2 separate regions of the Anser cygnoides genome follow, and region 1 is linked to region 2. A link is a contact called in public Hi-C data. All regions are on one chromosome and are shown on one strand. Each heading gives the region's core, a stretch centred on a gene start, on an enhancer-like site or on the middle of the called end of the contact. The rest is flanking DNA. Distances are from core to core; before and after follow the strand shown. Region 1 holds the start of CSRNP1 (cysteine and serine rich nuclear protein 1). Region 2 has its middle 110 kb from the start of CSRNP1.

The links. A called contact is a pair of places that touch in the nucleus more often than the background predicts.
Region 1: a Hi-C map of liver shows a contact between it and region 2, with 8 times the contacts expected there. The contact joins the promoter of CSRNP1 here to the enhancer-like site in region 2. A contact is called at or near these places in 3 of 7 Hi-C or Micro-C datasets (all in liver).

What each region holds. Positions count from the first base shown.
Region 1 is chr2:6,064,961-6,068,440 of Taihu_goose_T2T_genome, reverse strand. CSRNP1 (cysteine and serine rich nuclear protein 1) reads right to left here and starts at 1,787. Exons shown (of 5, transcript XM_066991433.1): 1 at 1,628-1,787.
Region 2 is chr2:5,957,941-5,961,799 of Taihu_goose_T2T_genome, reverse strand. No RefSeq gene overlaps it. Among named protein-coding and RNA genes, the nearest start is that of CSRNP1, 110 kb to the left of the region's middle. Within about 2 kb of position 1,504, at least 2 of the 3 cell types and tissues checked have open chromatin away from gene starts, as enhancers often do. A contact at or near this core is called in liver, where this site is marked.

The DNA of each region.
Region 1 (3,480 bases), core at 538-3,037, 110 kb before region 2:
GCCAGCTCATGGCAGCAGGGAGCCTGGCAATGCCTGCAGGCAACTTCGTCACCCCCGTGCTATCGGCACCGACTCACTGCCCGTCCATTTAACTATTTTAATTCCTGCCATATTTACCTCCGTGGGTTCCCAGCCGCCGCTGGGGCAGCCTCCCTGCGAGGTCGCTTCCCAGTTTCGGGGCCAGCAGCGGTGCCGTCCGGTTCAGCCCAGCTGATTTTCCCCCCCTTCCAAGGCCGGGTCTAAGGTTTCATAACCTTCCCCCTGGTTAAAAATAACCTCCCCTGCCGCCGCACGACCCAGGCGCGGAGGCACGGATCCGCTCGCGGTGCCACAAGTGCGCTCTCCTGCGGGGCTGGGCGAAACGCCTTCCCCGGGGAAGCAGGGCGAAAGAGCTCGCTCCTGCCAATATTTCGGGAAGCTCGCAAAGAAAAAACTCCGCGGGGTTTGCCACCGAGCCCTTCTTTCTCCCTGACAGCCCGAAAGGTAAATAAGAAACATTAGCAAACGCATTAAAAGGTTATCTGGCACGGCCGGGACGAAGCGGGCTCCAGATGTACTCGGCGCAGATTGCACTGCAATAAATATGAAAGGGGCGAAGCGTGCTTTGTCTAGGAAAATCCTCTATTTGATTACACCTGATGAATAATTCACGGCGGGTTTCCATACTCGTCCTCCCGTAGGTACACGCCGTGCGTTACCTTGCCGGCCGTACATACGCCCCCGTTTCCTGCGCTGAATTATTAAAGGCTCTCCGGGAGCCGCGGGAGAAACGCTCCGGCACGAAAGCGAAGCACGGAAAGGAAATAATAAAAAGAAATATATATATATATAAAAAAAAAAGGAAAAATAATAATAATTAGCTGTGGGACAGGGCTTCTCCCTGCGCGCCAGCCCCATCCCACGGCGACGCTGGGCACGGCGGAGGTGACAGGCGCTCGGGGAAGCCAGAGAAGAGGAATAAATCGACGTTTGGAAACTCGAGCGGGTTTATTCGCTGCTCTTGTTCCTTATTTCCCCCCCCCCCCCCCCCCCAAGGTGCGGTGTGAGAGCCCCCCCCGGGTCGGTTGTGAAGGAGACCCGGGGGGGGGCGCCCCGTCCGTCGGTCGGGCGGTCGGTCGGTCGGTCGGAGCGCCGGTAGGTGTTGCTGTAGCGACGGGAAAACATCCCCGAGCCGGGGAGTTTGGGGAAGAGGGAGCCTGCCGGGCTCGCCCCCCCCCCCCCCCCCCCCCCCCACGGGTTTTATTTCACCATCACCGCACCGGAGGCGCAGCGTTTCTTAGCGAGCTGACGGGGGGCGCGCTCCATCCCCCCACCCCCCAAAAAAAAAAAAAAAAATTTTTTTTTTTTTTTTTAAGGGGGGCACAGCAGGGTCTCCCCAAGACTCTCCCCTTTCCCCCTCTTAGCCAAGAGGTCCGGGGAGCTCCGCGATGTGTCCCGCTTGTGTCCCCGATGCGCGTCCCCCCCCCCAGCTCCCTTCACCCCCAGCCCGGCTGGGAAAGAAGGTTGGGGGGGGGGGGGGGGGGCAGTCAGCCAGACCCCGATCCCCAAAACCCCCCATCACGGATTCACCCCCAAACCCCCCCACCACGAACCCAAACCCCCCAAATAACCCAGCCAAGCCCCTTACCTGAGGAGGCGGCGGCGGGTGTCGGCGGCGGCGGCGGCTCCGGCTGCAGTGGCGGCGGCGGTGCCTGGCGCGGCGCCTCCCGCTCTGCCGCTGCCGGGGCTGCGCCGCGCCGCGCTGCCCTTTTTCGTCAGTGGAAAACTCCGGGCTCTGACGCAGGCGGTGACAGGAGCGGGGCCGGCTCGGCCCCGGGCCCGCCCGGTTTCCTGCTTCTCTTCTCCCCCCCCCCCCCCCCTTCCTCCGTTCCCCGGGCGGGGCGCCGAAGCTCGGCTTGGCCTGGCCCCGCCGCCGCCATCCCGCCCGGCCCGCCGGGGGCGCTGCCCCTGAGGGGCCGCTGAGGCGCCGGGTGGCGGCCGCACGGGGTGGGGGACACGGGGGACGGGGGGGGGGGGGGGGGGGTGCGATCGGGGAAATTAAGTGGGGTGCTACGGGGGGTTATGGCTGTGAGGGGACTCAAATGGGTCTGGGGGACTCAGGGTGTTCAGAGCCCGCAAGGGGTTGGGGACCCACAACCACTCAGGGACCCTAAAATGGGTTTGGGTGCCTCAGAGGATTCAGACCCCACAAGGGGTCGGGGACCCACAACCACTCCAGGGCCCCAAAATAGGTTTGAATGCCTCTGAGGATTCAAATCCCACAAGGGGTTGGGGACCCACAGGCATACTGGGACCCCAAAGTGGGTTTGGATGCCTCAAGATACTCAGACCCCATAAGGGGTTTGGGACCCACAACCACTCAGGGACACCAAAATGCGTTTGGATGCCTCAGAGGATTCAGATCCCACAAGAGCTTGGGGACCCACAACCACTCTGGGACCCTAAAATGAGCTTGGATGCCTCTGTGTATTCAGGTCCCACAAGGGCTTGGGGACCCACAACCACTCCAGGACCCTAAAATGGGTTTGGATGCCTCAGAGAATTCAGAATTCACATGGCATTTGGGGACCCACAACCACTCTGTGACCCTAAAATGGGTTTGGACGCCTCAGGGTGTTGAGATCCCACAAGGGGTCGGGGACCCACAAGCACTCTGGGACCCAAAAATGTGTTTGGATGCCTCGGTGTTTAGATCCCACAAGGGTCTGGCAACCTACAGCCATGCTGAGACCCCAAAACAGGTTTGGATGCCTTGGAGAATTCAGATTCCACAAGGGTTTGGTGACCCACAGGCACGCTGGGACCCCAAAATGGGTTTGGATGCCTCAGAGTATTCAGATCCCGCATGGCATTTGGGGACTCACAAGCAACAACCCCACAGGACCCACAGCTTGGACACCCAAATGGATTTGGGCCTCACATATGACTTGGGTCCCTTCAGGGGTTTGGGACCCACAGGCAATGGGTTTGAGCCCAACAAGGTGTTTGGGTTCCCACATGGATTTTGGGATCCATGGGCACAGCTTGGGCACCAACATGAATAAGGACCCCACAGGGGGTTTGGGTCCTTCATGGGTTTTGGGACCCACGGGTTGGGAGCCAACCAAGCCCAGATGTTTGAGTCCCACAAGGAGTTGGGGCCCCATGAGGAGTTTGGGCCCCACAAGAGGTTTGGGACCCAACAAGCAGGCTTAGATACCAAGATCTGGGCTGGCAGGTTTGGGCCTAAGGTGTTTTGGGACCCATGATCAAGAATTGACCTCTGAAAGGGGTTTGAACCCCACAAAGAGCTTGGGTATCATAAGCAGGCTGGGCAGCAAAAGAGATTTGGGACCCACAGAGGGGTTGGGACCCACAAGCAAGGTTTGGCCTCTTTAAGGTGTTTGGGCCCTCCAAAAAGACTTGGGGCACAGCAGCATGGCTTTTGTCCCCAGAAAGGGATTTTGAACCCAAAGGGATTTTGGCCCCAGAAGGTGTTTG
Region 2 (3,859 bases), core at 255-2,754:
GGTCGGCTGAGGTCACCTCAGCTCAGATCATTGCCTCCAACTCACAGCTGAGCTCCAGAAGCCAAAGGCACCAGTGTCGCTCTCCTGGAAGTGCTCACGAGTGATGTCTCAGTTGGAAGTGGACCTGGGGAGCAAACTTCCACGTGAGCAGTTTTCTGGTGGCTCCCAAACAAAAGGAGAATGCCAGAAACCCCAGGCTGAAGGATGAAGGACACCTCAAGAGCTTTGCCTTGGGCCAGGAACCAAAAGAGGCCTCACCCACTTGGAAGATGTTACCCTAATAATGTGTGGGAAGCCAGAGGCCACTCTATTTTGCCTTCAGAACAACATTTTACTCCACTGGAAGGTTACCTAAGGCTTGGCGTGAGGTCTCTGCTCTGCCCCAGGCCATCTGTGTGGATGCAATGAAAGTATTTAGTTCTGCTGCACTTCCATCTCCCTGTCTACAAATGGGAGAACAGAGAGCATGTCCCAGTGCTTTGGGGCTGTCATGAAAATACAAGGGTTAAAAGGCAGGTTGTATTAAAGAGGACTATTCCCCATGCTGTGGGGAAGTGCAAAGATTTTCCCTCCCAGGACATTGATTTTCCCTCCCAGGACATTGCCCAAGTCTGGGCTTTCCAACTGGGGCAACTCAAATTGAGCTGGACCTTGCTCTTTTGAGGGTGTGGGTGGTGGAGACTCAGGCTTCTTTTGGTGGCAGTTCCCCTGCCCAGGGCTGTCTCTCCGAGGTGATGTTTTGAGGTGCTGCTCAGTGGGCAGAGGGGGTGACACCCCCCCAGTTCTTGAGGTGCCTTCTGGACGGAGAGCAGGATTCAGACGAATCCAACATTTTCTCCCTTAGGCATCTCATGGCCGAGGCTGGACAATTTTGTGTCCTGCTGTAAGCAGTCATAGCCAGGTTATACCACCCTAGAACATCTGCTGATCAACCCCAGCCATTGTGGGGTGAAAAAAAAGCAACTCCAAGGCCCTGTTTGCCTCCTGTATTTCCCTTCCTTTCAGATAAATCACTAGGATGCTGTGGATTTCAAACCCCGTAGGCTTCCAGGAATCTTGTTGAGGGGTTTGGAGGCAGAGCTCTCTCTCATTAGCAAGGCTGTTTGCATAAAAATATGAGCATTGTATCCAGTTCCTCAAGCTGGGAGCTGCTCTTGTGAGTATCCAAATGCCCTCAGCTCCCATCAGGGCACTCAGTCTCACTAAAGCTGAGTCCTTCAAGCTCCTTGTGACTCTCTACAGACACTTTGGGTGGGGAAGGGGGAGGCTGGATCCGAAAGAAGTAGCAGGGGCAATTGCAAGAGGCAGGAGATAACGACCCGTGTTGGGAAGCAGCCAAGAAAGCAGAAATAACATATGGAAAAGATTCTTTAAATGCGATGTATGTTGCTGATTCTTAGGAATAATCAGCAACACCTCTTTACATGCTGCATTTTTTAGCACAAATTGAGAGTAAAACATCCTCTCTGCTGAAACAGCAGAGTCCAAATTTCCTTTTCCTCACAGAGAGCTTCCTTTCGTGCTTCAGGTATATTGTGTGACACTGTCCTGCTTCATTTGCTTGGGATAAATGCCACGATCCCCTTTTCAGCAGTGGGGAAACTGAGGCACAGACAGCTCAACTACCTTGCCCTTGGCCATAGACCTTGTCAGCAGCAGAGCGGAGATGCAGGCTCAGGAGCTACATGTACTGCTGCAGCTTTATTCCTGTGCTGTGTCAGAAAATATTATCTCTCACTCTGATGCATCCAGATTTTCTTGACATAAATTGCTGAAATCGCTGAGAGAGGCATTTATTTCAAAGTTCAGCGCATTATACGAAGGGAGAGAGAAGTTGAGTAACTGGAAAAATCAACTTCGAGTTGCATCACCGGGAGCTAGAATGTTTGTTTAGTCCTTTGTGAGATGAAGCAAGCTCCAGTTTGGCCTCATCCAGGCATGATTAGCCAAGAGATAAGGAAAGGTTTCTGGACAGGTCCCTGATACAGAGCAATGACGAACATGGGTATATTTTGTAAAGGAGCAGGGAGGAGGGGAAAAAGCAATAATCTCTTCCCCATCTGACCTAGCAGACTGTCATATTGGCCCTAAGACACAGCTTCCAAAATGGCCAGCCCCTCCCATGAGCCTTGTTGCTCGATTTCCCGATTCCCACCCTTCCTCACCAAAGGACAAACCCACGATTGCAGTCAGTTATAAACGGAGGGACCTTGCAATAAAAACCCAGCCCAACAAGATCAAAGGCAACTTTTATCTCCCATGTTCTTTGGGGTCCGGCACTCCAAGAGCACAGCTGCTGGCCTGAGCTTGCAGCTGTGTTCTCCCTGATGATAAAATAGCCATGGCTTTGAGATCCTCCATGTCAGGTTAATCCAAAGACACTCACCTCCTTCCCTCTGTGTTAGGTTAAGCCCAAGACACTCAACTCCTTCCTACCCTTTCCACAACTCAAGCAAAGCTGTTGACTAAGCCCTGTCTCCTACCCAGCACAGGGTGACTCAGGAGAGCAAAATATAAGGAAAAGCATCAGGAATGGTGATTTTTGCCTGCTGTCCCACAGTGACAGCTGACCTTGCTGGTATTTCTGGCTTCATTTCTTTTCAAATCCCTCATTGTGCCACCCAACGCATTCTGCACCAGCCAGGGCAAATCTTTGTTGGCCTTTAAATCTCTTTTGGCCTTTAAAGACCTGCCGTGTAAATGGCAGGGTGGAAAATGTGCTGTGAGGTCTGGGGTTTTAGGGGATTTTCTTTTGTTGTTCTCTAAGAATTTAGCTTCTGAGCCACGCCGTATCAAGCTCAAGCCTTGCTCAGCTTTGCCAAAGAGAGATCTCATCCCGATGCATTTACAGGTGCAAGGCCTGAGCTCCCTTGGTCAAAAATCTGCAGGGCTGGGACTTAAATTTAAAATAAAATAAAAAAAATAAATAAATAGTTAAAAAAAAGACTTACCAACTCTCATCTCTGGGTATAAAATCCAGAAAGGACAGAATTTTGGCTCTCACAGGTGAGAAGTGCTGTTTGGGATTATTCATTCTCTTTGAGCCTGCAGCCTTGGATATGGAAAATTGGTGGACTTGGCAGTGCTGCTGAAACCAAGCCCAGGAACAGGAGTCCTGAAAAGTAATTAAACACCAAGTGGTCCTGGGCACGGCTACCAGAGGCTGGTTTCCTCTGGACACCAGTTTTTGGATTTCAGGGTGGCCGTATGGTGAAACTGCTACCAGATGCACCACAGCCCTGGAGTAGCAAGGGGGCTTTAATTTGTGCCAAAAGCAGTAACTGGAAATTCTCCCTTGTAGGTATGCCATTAGGGAGCTCACGTGAAGAAGGGGCTTGGAAGATGCAAAGCAGAAAGACTTTTGGGTTTTGGCTGTGGTGTAAGCAAAGCCAACAGGTTTATTTTGCTCATTTTCCCAGCACTTGTTAAAAAGCGTGCAGCTCAGGTGGGGAAGGGAAATGTCGTGCTTTCACAGAAAAATGGTTGCACTGACTTCCTCCTCCTTCCTTGAACCACTGATGCTTCTCAGCATCCTAGACAGGGCAGAACTTTGGTCACAGGTGGCTTTGGTCACTGCTCTCTGCAAAAAAAAGGACTTCATGGACTGATGAGAGCTGACATGATTTGCAGGTTGTTCCCTCTTAGGTACAGGTGCTTTTTTCTCCTGCAGCATTTTGCACAGTGGTTGTCCATGAAGGGGCTAAGCTTTATTAGCCTCACGCAAAAAAATAATAAATAATAAATAAATAAATAAAATGCAAATACAAAGAACAATAAACATTTTGGTGAACCTTCGCTTGTTCTGGGCTTGCTGATGAGGCTGGCGTGGCCTTAGCTGTGCCATCACTCGCTGCCTAAG